Regions from separate parts of the Danio rerio genome. Here regions 1 and 3 are each linked to region 2. The links are chromatin contacts, called in public Hi-C maps. All regions are on one chromosome and are shown on one strand. Each heading gives the region's core, a stretch centred on a gene start, on an enhancer-like site or on the middle of the called end of the contact. The rest is flanking DNA. Distances are from core to core; before and after follow the strand shown.

Region 1 (4,385 bases), core at 568-3,067, 570 kb after region 2:
TAATAATACTAATAATAATAATAATATGTTTTGCTTATAATAAAATAATAATTAGCTAATGTTAATAATAATAATTATAATAACTATAATAATAAGAAGAAGAAGAAGAAGAAGAATTATTATTATTATTATTATTATTATTATTATTATTATTATGTTATTATCATCATCATCATCATCATCATCACTAGCTAATAATCATCATCATCATCATCATCATCATCATCATTATTATTATTATTATTATTATTATTGCTAACAACAACACTAATAATAATAATAATAATAATAATAATAATAATAATAATAATAATAATAATATTTTGTTTAGACCTTACTATAAAAGTAATATTAAAGCATGAAGTATTACATATGAAGTATATTTCCAAATATGCAAGTGTGCTTGTGTGTCAGTCTGTTTGTGTGCATCAACAATCCATTCCATTAAAAAAAAAAAAAACTTAACAACAATATATTTATTATAAATTCTCAAATATAAAATGTATTATTATTATTTTCTTTGTTGTGTATGTATGTGTGTGTGTATGTATTTATGGTAAAAATAGTCTGACTTTTATTCACTAAATAAAAAATTTATTAAAAGATAAATAAATAAATAAATGTATTAAATATATAATACATATAATATTCTCAGTTATTTATTAATAGGGTTTATGCAAGTGTTTGACTTTTGTTAAAAGTTTAAATGCTGAGGCTTACAATACTGCAATATAAAATATTTTAATAATAAAAAAATAATTGTAATATTTATTGCTATTAGTAAATATGTAAACATTTATTCAATTTGTAGTCAGCACGGTCCAAAGCTACTTTTAACTATAGGCATGGTATTCTGACAATATGATAACCTTGGATAAAAATATTACAGTATCACTCTATTGTTATTTTGCTTTTTTTTTAACACTAAACAATACTGCACTGTTCAGGTCTATAGCAGGCATGAATGAAGGTGCATTTGTGATTACTTTTTAAAATGTTTGCTGAATTGTGGGCTGACCAATAGCTTTTGATATAGGTGGGCCTTTGATGCAGGAGATCCTGTTGCCTTAAATAAATAAATAAATAAAATACTCTGACATCATGATTTAAAACTGTGATTTTCCAAACCATGGTAAACCTTGAAACTGGTTATCATCGCATGCATACTTTTAACACACTTATACAAGTATTTTATTACTATTTTCCCTCTCTTTCTTTAAATATCTTTAATATGTGACATTATATTTTTTAAAATAATGTTTGGTTAAACTAAGGAGATAATTTTCAGTTTTGGCTGTACTACCCTCTTTACATTTATACATCTGGCAGGTGAATATGCATTCATTGTAATTATTTTATTACAGTAGTTCCTTCATTTTGCGAAATCAAAACCCTGAGCATGGTATTACTAGCTTAATACTCTATAACATTTAATCTGCATGAAAAGATAGCAACAGCAAGTAGCATTAAAGGTCTTAATATCCTATACAAGAATAGCTGATTGTTTTCAGTCTTGGAAGTAGAGCTTACAGATAAAGAGGATCTAATGGGAAGGGAACTAATGGGGGAGCTGACAGCTACTGGACAATCGGACAGTTCCAGCAGAGTCAGTTGGCTCTATTAAGAGAAAAGGCAAAGAGGTGTAAAGGTATTAGTGAGAGAGGACGACAAAGAAAAAGCACACGGTTTAGGTCTCGCTACATTTGACTGCGTCCATCTTTGTAGCCAGGGGCTGATCCAATCATGCCCTCCATCCTACCCCCTCAACTTACCCTTCAAACAACCCCTGCCCTATCCTGTTCAGCCGTCCCAAGGGTTAATTCCCTGTCCTGGAGCTAAAACAACAGGATCACAGCCATGGTGCTAATACTCAATAGACACTGACCTACTTTGCAGGATTTGTGTAGGGGAAAATCCCTGATCCACTGCCCTAATGCCAGCGATGAAAGTGATCTAATGGTCCTAACTGCTCTGTTTAATCTGAAATCATGCTCATGTTATTAATTTCCCATTATGGGAATGTGGCTCTCCCGATGGGATTAAACGAGTCGTGTTCTCTCCCTCTCTCTCTTATTTTCTCCATTCCGATGACCTCTGCGTGCAAACGTACATGCTTGAACCATCTGGCTGTGCAAGCGCTCACATCCCCGATTTATTTGTTTGAGCATGTGCTTCCACTGATCTCCCATGACTTTTGCTCGTGATTTTGACTTTGACACCATTCGCCTACAGTTCAACCTACGTTTAATTCAACAGATGTTGCGTAATATTCACCTGGACTGTGCCTGTAGTACAATCCAATAGTTATATAACATTCTCCTTCCTTTTGAAAAAAAAAAAGAGGATAAAACAAAAGGAAATCTCAATTATAATGATCTGTTGACAGATTAAAAAGGGTATCAACACCACTGATGCTCTGCTTACACTGTGTGTGTGTTATTGAACTAAACTGTGTATGAGCAATTAATGACAAACGGTGATAAACAAGGGATTTAGTTCTGGTATAACAGTCAAATATCGAAGAAACAGTTCGTTTAATTTCCACCAGGGGGCACTTGTTTCCCCAAACAGGCAGTAAAAGTTGTCAAGACACGAAAGATGCTCATCTGTGTCTGAATGAAGCACATCATGTGTGTAACTGATATCCATGATACATACTAAACACTAGACTGTTTGTATTGTACACTAATTCAGCTAAAAAATAAGCGGTTACATCTTAAAAATGCTTAATGTGCACCAACTAATTAATCAAGTTTACTTTGCTTTTCCATTTCCTTCAGATGTGACTTCATTAACAACAATCATCGTGATATTTGTCATTTAGGCTAGGGAAATTTTACACCTCATGGAAGAAATAAACATATGACAACACTCGAGACATCAAAATTGGTTTTGAAAGGAGAAAAGAAGAATCCTGACTTGAGCAGTATGCTGTTTCTTTATCAACAGATGCCACAATCCGCGCTGCCAGCTTGAACAACTACGCCAGCCTTTCTCTCTCTCACTCTCTCTCCCTGTTAGTACATGTTTTCCTATCAATCCATCAGAGTAATTTTGTATATGAAAGGCGAGAATTCAAATGGCTGAATAAGCAAAAAAAAAAAAAATCCTTATGAACAAGAGTCTTTGAGTGCGTATCTAATAATGCCAAGCTGACATGCAATACATCATATTACCCATTAGCAGTTACCGGGTAAAAAGAGGAAACAAAAATCTGCAGGCTGTTGACAGATCAAAAGACCCATTTGCATCGCCTCGTGGTCTTTTCCATTCAATTTTACCATCAGAGTAACAAATACTTCATAATGCTGTGCATGGGAAAAACACAAATCAACATACAAGCTTAGCTGCCCACCTGTGGCTCATTACATGCAGTACATGAATCATGTAGTAGTGTAAAATAATAATAATAATAATAATAATAATAATAATTCATTCTCTTCTCAGATTAGTCCTTTTATTATTCTGGGGTCGCCACAGCGGAATGAACCACCAACTTATCCAGCATATCTTTTACGCAGTGGATGGCCTTCCAGCTGCAACCCATCATTGGGAAGCATCCATACACTCTCGCATTTACACAAACATAAAGGATTAAGAGCTTGGGGGTGAAAACTTTTCAACATTTTGAATATGTCAATGTTTTTCCTTATTTTGTTGAAATATTATTGTTTTCTATTAAGTGCCGCCTTTCGGAAATAACAGAAAACACTTGAATGCTTCTGGGAACACAAATTAAATGAAATTTATCTTTATATTATGGATTTGAAAAGTTTTCACCCCCTGGATCGTAATGACTCGTGTTTCCTGCTGAAGCATCAAGCGAGGGTTTAAACCTTTTTTAACATTTGTGTTGGAGTCATCATCTTAGTGAAAAGAAGAATCGCACTACAATACAGTCACTGTTGGAAAGGGTTAAAATTTGCAAAAGATGCTGCAAAACTATCTGCAGGATATGAAGGATTTTTATTTCTGAAGAACAGCTGTCAGTTTAACTTTTTTAACTAGAGCAAATAAGAAACTCATCAACATCACAAAGCAAAAAAAAATAAACACTTGTAGATTATCAGGAAACCACCCACATTGGGTAAACTTTTGCATCGGGCCATTTCATTTATTTCAGCTATGGTTTTGTTTTTTGTTTATATGCAAACATATGTTATGTCAAATATCTTACTCTGGATAGTAATAAATAAAACTTAAAAAAAGCTTAGTCCCTTTATTAATCTGGAGTCACCACAGCGGAATGAACTGTCAACTTATCCAGCACGTTTTCACACAGCGAATGCCCTTCCAGCTGCAACCCATCTCTGGGAAACATCCACACACACTCATACACTACGGACAATTTAGCCTACGCAATTTACCTGTACCGCATGTCTTTG
Region 2 (4,349 bases), core at 1,378-3,877:
GCAGCGTTAAGCACAAACAACTCACTCCAGGTCAACCTCAAAAGGGCAACCTGGTCGGTGATTTGGAGGTCTGGGAAGAAGGGAATATTCCTGGCCCACTCTACCGCACTAAACAGCATCCTGGCTGCCAGTTCACAAATGTTCTCGATGCCCATGATGTTGTTGGGCTGCATGCATTGACTGCCATACCGAGAAGTTGGGTAGGGCTCCGCTCGTAGTAGTAGAGAGATATATCCGGATAAGTAGGAATGGCAGTGCAGTGGGTCCCCATTTGTCAAGGCGAACTGACCATGGTGTGGCTGTGTGGGTGGCATTCGTCCCCTTTGCACGGCTGCAGTAAAAAGAGAAACTGTAGATATTGATGCTTGAATTCTACAACAAAAAACACATAACTTGACCTTCTTTCTACTTTACTTGGCATGTTGTTAGCACACAGTTTGCTAGGTAGCTGCTACAACAATTGCATTCATATATGTCACTTGACATGTGCAGAACTTTTAACCTTTCAGAGTGACATCCATAGTTGTACTGTTTAGTGAAATATATATATATATATATATATATATATATATATATATATATATATATATATATATATAAAAACGTGTATATAAACAACCTAGTTTACTGAAATGCACATAAAATGTTCTGCACCATACACTACACAAAATAATTTTAGCCAAATTATATGATTTACTTAATAAAGCAAATAAATAAATAAAATACATATTGGCAAATGTTTCACATTTTAGCCTGCTTTGTGTTTTTGAGACAACATGAGTCTAGTAAATACATACACAAAGAAAGACATGAATGCTAACCCTTAACCTATTTAGCTAGCGACAGAGTCAGTTCAGCTGTCTGTTGAGAATTTGCGAGCGAACTGGGTGTCTGGCGGAACGTTTATTGAAATAAATCAATAAAAAAGCCCAACAGTGAATATTCTCTAGTTTTCGAGCAAAAGCGAGAGATGTAGATTGTGGTCGATCTGGAGTCCCTAGCTTAGTGTGTGTGTATGTGAGCGCGCGTGTGTGTATATGTGATTTTGACGCTGCTTCTCCATACTCCCTCGCCATAACCGCACGGCATATCTGCAGTGATTATAAAAATAAAGACAAATACCCATGTTTTCGTCGCCTAATAAAAGCAATGGTTAGTTTAAAGCTGCGAACATGTGCAATGCGAAATAGTCGCTAAGGAGAGGGTGTTCTTTATTCGAGCATTAAGGGCGCCGTGATAACGCTCAGTCTCGAGCGCTATAGGCGGTTCCTTCGCATGCTGTGGACGGGCAGATTGAGAGAGAGGAGTCGGGGATAAAATACAGGAAGAAGCATGCGCGATTAAGTCAGGCTAAATACAGAAGACAAAGACAAAGACAGCAGTAAAACAACAAAAATCCGAATACCTTCCCGTCTCATGCCAACTTTGAGGCATTTTTTGAGGCGGCAGTACTGACACTGATTGCGATGGTGCTGGTCAATGGGACAATTCCTGTTGGCACGGCATGTGTAAGTGAGGTTCCTTCGTACGCTCCGTTTGAAAAAGCTTTTGCACCCCTCGCAAGTGAACTGGCCATAGTGTTTACCGCTGGATTTGTCCCCGCAAACCACGCACTCTATATGCTGTGGCTGCTGCTTTTCCGACTGGCTCTGCGTCGTCTGGTTCGTCGGGGTTGACTGTGTGTTGTTATTGTTGTTCGGGGGTCCTTGAACGGGTGTCTGAGGGGTCGGAGGGGCAACCTGAGAGGCCGTCAGACCCAGCTGGCCTGGTTGAGGGGTCGGAAGGGATAGTCCTCCTTGGGTTTGCGATGAGAGGGTGCCATGGGTCTCGGCCACATCGTCCTGGGAGCCTCTCCACACTACCATTGCCATATCTATCAGTCAACGTTAAAAAAACTTTTTGTTCCCCGTTTTTGGTTTCGGAATGCTTTGTTTAAAAAAATAATATCGCAGCACGGTGCCTCTATCACTTAGGAGGGTAAAATAAATAATTCAGGATCGGCACGGTCGGTTAGAGTCTGAATGTCCGTTCAAAGTTGCGCACCGACGAGAAACAGTAGTCTATTTCTTGACTGAAATAGCGTTACCTGGCATGTGGTTAAAATTGAAGCAAGCCGAATAGCAGCCTTGCTCTTAGAGGCCAAGTCCAGGGGCACTTGCAGTCATCCATCCAGTAAACCCATCAAGGAAAAAAATGGAAAATAAACACTGCGGAAGAAGATACGAACAGAGCAGGACGAACAAGTTCACGCGTGGAGCGATGTTCGGACGCACAGAGACACGCAGCTTTCAAAGATACTTGCGACACAAGAGAAGTTCCAGCGTAAAGTCTTGTAGAAAACCAACAACTGGCAAAAAATATTGCCGCTTCTTCCTTTTCTTCAAATGAGGTAGCGCTAGCAGCCGCGCGCAGTTGCAGCCTGTGCTCGAGTCAAATATGAAGTCAACTCTCCGGCAAGCAGGACCGATAATAAAACAAAAAGATCACAACCTATAGAACCTCCTTCATGCGCGTAAAAATAATAAGAGAGAGAACAGAGAATCAAAGTGATCAAATATGTTAAAAAGGGGGAGGTTAGGAAGTGACTGCGATTTGTAGGCGCTGGGCTGGCAGAATGCTTTCTCTCTGATCAGCTCACTGAGCTCTCTATATAGTGAACTTTGACACGACTGCTGCAACTTAGCACACGTTACCATGGAGATGAGTTGCCATATATGGAAAGTGACTGTGTTTGACTGGTCAGAGCTCACGGACCTCCCCCTGAACCCTATTGGCTAGTCGGCACTTGTGCTACTTGGTTCTTTGCCAAAGCCAGGAATAAGGGTCGAGGAGCCGCTTGGTCCTAAAGAGAGAAGCACACAGTTCCGTGGAAAAATGATCGCAATACATGCAGTCATATTTTTTATTTGTTTCAAATAAAATACACGTTTGACGTATATTTTATCACCGTTTCCACACTCCAGAGATCCATTTATTTTTAAAAATAAATGTTATAAAAATGTAAGTAAATCTATATTAAATTATAGGCTACAGTCCCTCTAATCTGACCACAAAACGATAAGAAATATATGTCCGTGATAGTGATATTACTGCCATTCAAAATTTATTTATTTTTTGTTCTTGCCACTTGCCTTGCACACCATTCACTCTATAGACTGACCGCAACGTGTGTGATTTGGTCAGTTCCATTAATCCATTAATCCGCATTAACGCCTCGTTATAAATCATGAAACTGCATATCATTCATCAAGTCAATATTGCACCGACAAATACATTTAAAACAGAGAGCGTTCACGAGGGAACAAGCAACATACGCGAGAGACTATTGATGTAAGTTCGAGCACTTTACACTGTAATCAAGATATATGTCAAAGACGCGCAAGATGCTACTTTGTAAGCAATACAGGAGAAAAGCTTGTTAAATGAATAATATTAAAAATACTAAATACAGGGTGCATATATATATATATATATATATATATATATATATATATATATATATATATATATATATATATATATATATATATATAGAATTGCTTTATTTTATCATAAATTTGAGCATTCACATACTTATTTATATAGGGCCTGTATTCATTAAATTAGTCTAAATGAGCTATAAAACTTTCGTAGGCTAATACTTATGCATTAGTCTTATGTTTAAATCGACTGTCTTTAGTGCATGTACACAAAAAAAGGATAACTGATTAGGCTACTACTGACGCCGTATACCGTTATCAGCACAATTTAATATATTGTTTGCAAAAGCAGAATCAATTTATATTAATGTAACTTTCGTACACATGACGAGTGTGCCCATAAAAATAATAGTCACCTGAAAAATATTTTGGTTGACAACTTTGATTGCATTGCAAAGATTTAGAGGTAGCCTAAAAACGAAGGTCAAACAGTTCTTAGCTATTTATATATAAATGGTGCATTCAACGTTTTCTTATAGATTTTAGGATTACTATGTTTTTAGGGCCTTGGAATACCACGTATATACCTTACAAAATAATTTAATAAATTATTCCACGAAATTCTTGCATGGATCACATGGATATAAGGAAACCCTCAATACATTCGAAAAACGCCTAAACATAAGATAAATGACGGTCAGCGAAAAAACAAGAAGCCCAGAAGTCTTATGTTAATTGACATAGATGTTAGCTGGGAGCCTCGGGGTGGTCAAATAAGGTGTCTCCCTTCTCGCTCCTCGGGTTATAAGTCAGAGCACATTTTTAAAGCTCGCTTGTTGAAGTCTACTTTCTGTATCACCATGGGTTGTCGGAGTTGGGTCCACTGAAAAATGTACAGTGCTAAATCACAGCATATGCTGCCTCGGAGGA
Region 3 (4,362 bases), core at 435-2,934, 690 kb after region 2:
TGAATACATATACAGTGCGGATGTATTTGCTGGTTGTATAATTACAATTATTGGAGTATATTACTGAAACCCCAGTAATTGTGTCTGTGTGTTTATATATATGCACTACCTGCAAAATGTTTGGGCTAAGTCATTCAATCATTCATTTTCTTTTCACCTTAGTCCCTTTATTAATCTAGGGTTGCCACAACGGAATGAACCGCCAACTTATCCAGCATGTGTTTTTTGCAACGGATGCCCTTCCAGCTGCAACTCATCTCTAAGAAACATCCATACACTCTCATTCACTATGGACAATTTAGTCTACCCAATTCACAGATACATGTCTTTGGACTGTGGGGGAAACCAGAGCACCCGGAGGAAACTCCACACAGAAACGCCAACTGACCCAGCCGAGGCTCGAACCAGCGACTTTCTTTCTGTGAGGCTACAGCACTATCTACTGTGCCACTGTGTTGCCTGTTTGGGCTAAATACGATTTTTAAACGTTTTAAAATACACTTATCCTGCTCACCAAGGCTACATTTATTTAATAAAAAATGCTTTAAAAGTTGTGAAATAATTTTTCACTATAACATTACTCTTTAAAAGTAGTTTATAATCTCGTTTAATAATTTATTCCAGTGATTTTAAAGATGAATTTTCAGCTTCATTACTCTAAATCACTCTATTATTATTATTATTATTATTATTAATAATGGTAATAGTAATAAATGCAATAATGACTATAATTAGTAGTAATAATTTTGAAACTAGATAGAAAGCAGTTATTTAAAATGTTAATAAATATTTAACAATTAATTTTTTTTACAGAATAATTTTCTTTAAAAAAAAAACATGAAAAAAAAAAAAAAACTGACCCAAACTGTTGACCGGTAGTATATATATGCACTAAACATGTTAGTATTTTATATTGCGTGTTTTGTTATTAAAAATGTTCTTTATGAAAACCCCTTATAAGAACGTCACAAAAAATAATAATAAACAAATAATAAGTTTATTAGCGTATAGTTAAAGTACAATTATTAAAATCAGCCATGTGGTTTTGATAACTTACACTAGCCATTCAGATTAATGGCAGGCCTATTTGTAGGTAAATTATGGATATACAAATAGTAAAGTGGGCTAATCAGTGTGCCAAAAGGCTTACTAGGCCTACACATTTATTATAGCCTTGCTATAGCTACATATTTATTAGAAAACCATGGGAAATGTTCGTACCTTCAGTAAAGGTTTTCACTAAATTCTTCTCACATCCCTTCAAGATCAATATTAATGCATTAAGAAGGAACTGACATAAAATTTCAATACGTAACTTACAGTACTAATAAACGACAGGCGCGAGTATTTCATTATAGGCAACACCCACTATTGACTCACCTACTGTAAATTACTACATCCTGCCGTGACACGTAAGAAACGCCTGTGACCTCAACCACACTTAACTCTTTAAACTTACAACTTTATAGCTAACTTTTGGCAAACTCACGGTCAATCTATCATCTAATGTTACCATTTGTAGTAGCCTTCTGACATCAGGTTTTGATATGAAGCTAGACGCGGCTTACATTATCCAAAAAAAAGTATAGCGCAAGCAATCTTTTACGTAATAGGTGTAGAGAACTCGCCTTTTCCAACGAGCTGATTGGCTGGAGGACCTGTCAATCTACACCCTCACAAGCACCCTCGGTTGCGGTGTGAAGTTACTTTCTAAAATGACACTTCGGGATATTTTTGTCGGCACGATGTTGCTGTTTTTGTCTAAAAAGGTGAGAGCTATTTAGATTAAGTTCAATAACTGAGATAATTATGAAAAAGTAGGCTTTAACTTCGATGTTGATAACATGAACTTAAGCTTACGAGTGTCGGCTATTGTAATTTAACCTTTATAAGTGATTACTGTTTACATACTCTATTTTATTGATAACCTATATAAAATATGCTTTGGTTTTGTTTTAATTTGATCTTTGCTCAATTTTAGGATGACAAAATAACTTTGGAGAGAGTGTCAGTTCAAGTAACGGTGTTATTGGCTTGACTGCTGTTGTTTCGGCCAGATAATAACCAGCTTACAACTCTGATTTTCTTGTGATAGGCTACAAGTAGAAACAGAAAGCGTTCACGATATCAAACGTCAGCAGATTAGTTACATACTTATCAACAATGATACATTGTTTCGTGTTCTGCTGTGCGTTTCTCAGTTAGTTAATAACTTTGTCGCAAACATTTTATTACAACAAAGAGCAACTTTGCCTGACATGACATGATTGCAGATTATGATATGATAACGTTAATGTTGGAAAATAAAACACTTGTTTTGCACCCTAAAATATCTTATTTTTTCTGTTTTACTAGCAATACCTAACAGTATGCAACATCCCACATAGAATTTGATTTTCTTGACAGTAATGAACAGTTCTACAGTGTTTCATGTATCCTAATTAATAAACACAATTAAATAAACCCAAATAATTCCCATAGTAACAGGGGATTGAAAAAAGGTTAGCGTGAGAAGTTGCTATAAAGAGCAGTACAACAAAAATGTTCCTCTCTATTAAATGATTTGATCATATTAAGTGCTCAACAGAAAACAGTAGTTTCTTATTATTTTAGATATAAATATATATTTCTTTAATCTAACATTGTAATATATTTATTTACGAAGTGCTCAGCATAAAGCAGTACACCCCTCAAAGATCTTTCTTTTAAATTCATATTTTCTATTGGATGCTTTACAATAATACATGTTTGCATATACATTAGATTAGTCAGTACCAAAGCCAAAACTGGAACTACTCTAATACTGTATGTTGTTGGAAAATATTAAATAAAACTATAATGAACAGGAAAAATTTAGAGAAAGAAAGAAAAAATAAAATTATCATTTATTATAAAATATAAAATTATTAATTATTATTGTTAAAATTAAACAATAACTCATTTGAATCTGTTTATTTCTAAAGATTTTAGATTTCCGAACTTATTTTACTAGATGTAACTGTTTGATAAAGTGCATCAAAATATCTAAAATATATATTCACTGAGAAATTAATAAAAAAATATATATTTTTTTCAACAGGGGATGTACTCATTCAAATAAATACTGATCCATTTAACACTAATACAGTATGTATGTAAAGGGACCAAATGTTTATTCTTTTTAAATGTGTCTAGTTGCAGTGATGAGGCGTGGAGATCCTCCCCCTCGAGCCTTTCAGGCTCCAGTAGATGTACATGCCAGTGCAGATGGCCAAGTGTATATGTTCAGGCACAGACAAGAAGAACCGGAAGCGTCGTCAGAAGATGAGGAACTCAATGTCATGGAGCTCAGGCCTAGGAGCAGAGATTCATCCTCAAAAGAGAAAGAAGGAGTGGGAGAAATGCTCTTGCTGGAACGGGACATCTCCCATGAGGACAATCTCAGCAAACTGGCCCTTCAGTATGGATGCAAGGTATCTTGTTTAATTGTTTGGTTAATTTTTTTATTCATATACTCTACTCTTAAAAATAGCAATCCTTTCTGTTGTCTAATTGTTGTTTGAAAAATTGTAAACATCTCAATAACCTTTCCACTGCACAAAAGGTTCTTTAATGTAGAATAACGGTATTGAGATTATTAAAATGTTCTTCATACTAAGTAAAACATGGTTCTTTTAATAACTGTTCACTAAAAGATTCAAGGAGCTAAAATGTTTTTTCTATGGCTCCATTGCAAAAAATAAATAAATAAATAAATAAAAATAAATAAACAAATAATAATAATCTTGAATTCTTTATTTTTAGAATTGTAGAAACTTTCCATCGGCCAAAAGTTTATTCAAAAGCAAAAAAAAAATAAATTTATATTATTGAAATGTACTTTATGTTAAGAAAAAACAATATTTTATGAACAGCTCACTAAAAGGTTTTTTGGAAAACGAAAATGCTTATTGTATGGCAGCAGTGTTAAAATTAGTTTCTGAAAGGAAACTTCAAATTTCAACTCTAATTAAACACACCTGTTCAAGTTAATCAAGTCCTACAGTTTAAAGGTGCAGTATGTAGCCCAGTGGTTGAACTAGATATTACACTCCTAATTCAAAACACTTCTTCACCCTGCACTTCTTCGAAGACTCCATGCAAGCGCAGGTTGCCAGATTGATGAGTGCCAGATTGACGAACCTACACCACAAGCAACAACATGCGAGTGATGCGACAAAAAGGAAGCTTTACCTTGTTAAATGAGTCTTTGTCCAAATCATCATCTGAAATTTCTATTTTAGAAACAGTTTCTATATTTTGTGTCTGAACAGCAGTCTAAACTACTATGGAAATGATTACCCGAGGTACTGATGATGTGCTTTTTTCATTGTTGAGCTAGCA

Evidence for each region. Hi-C and Micro-C count contacts between places; a contact is called where the count stands out from the background.
Region 1: a Hi-C map of embryo shows a contact between it and region 2, with 3 times the contacts expected there. The contact joins the enhancer-like site here to the promoter of nr2f2 in region 2. A contact is called at or near these places in 4 of 18 Hi-C or Micro-C datasets (caudal fin, embryo and hematopoietic stem cells) and 2 of 4 datasets of contacts at active chromatin or transcription factors (caudal fin and embryo).
Region 3: a contact with region 2 is called in a Hi-C map of hematopoietic stem cells, with 3 times the contacts expected there. The contact joins the promoter of lysmd4 here to the promoter of nr2f2 in region 2. A contact is called at or near these places in 3 of 18 Hi-C or Micro-C datasets (embryo, hematopoietic stem cells and an unstated tissue).

The regions. Positions count from the first base shown.
Region 1 is chr18:25,871,589-25,875,973 of GRCz12tu, forward strand. The region is part of intron 3 of si:ch211-147m20.3 (a long non-coding RNA gene); the gene reads right to left. All of the region lies in intron 2 of LOC141378832 (a long non-coding RNA gene), which reads left to right. Among named protein-coding and RNA genes, the nearest start is that of si:ch211-147m20.3, 28 kb to the right of the region's middle. Within about 2 kb of position 1,818, at least 8 of the 62 cell types and tissues checked have an H3K27ac peak or open chromatin away from gene starts, as enhancers often do.
Region 2 is chr18:25,296,464-25,300,812 of GRCz12tu, forward strand. It overlaps nr2f2 (nuclear receptor subfamily 2, group F, member 2), which reads right to left and starts at 2,628. Exons shown (of 3, transcript NM_131183.2): 1 at 1,406-2,628; 2 at 1-331. The coding sequence starts at 1,871.
Region 3 is chr18:25,985,629-25,989,990 of GRCz12tu, forward strand. lysmd4 (LysM, putative peptidoglycan-binding, domain containing 4) reads left to right here and starts at 1,685. Exons shown (of 3, transcript NM_200850.2): 1 at 1,685-1,769; 2 at 3,175-3,452. The coding sequence starts at 3,183.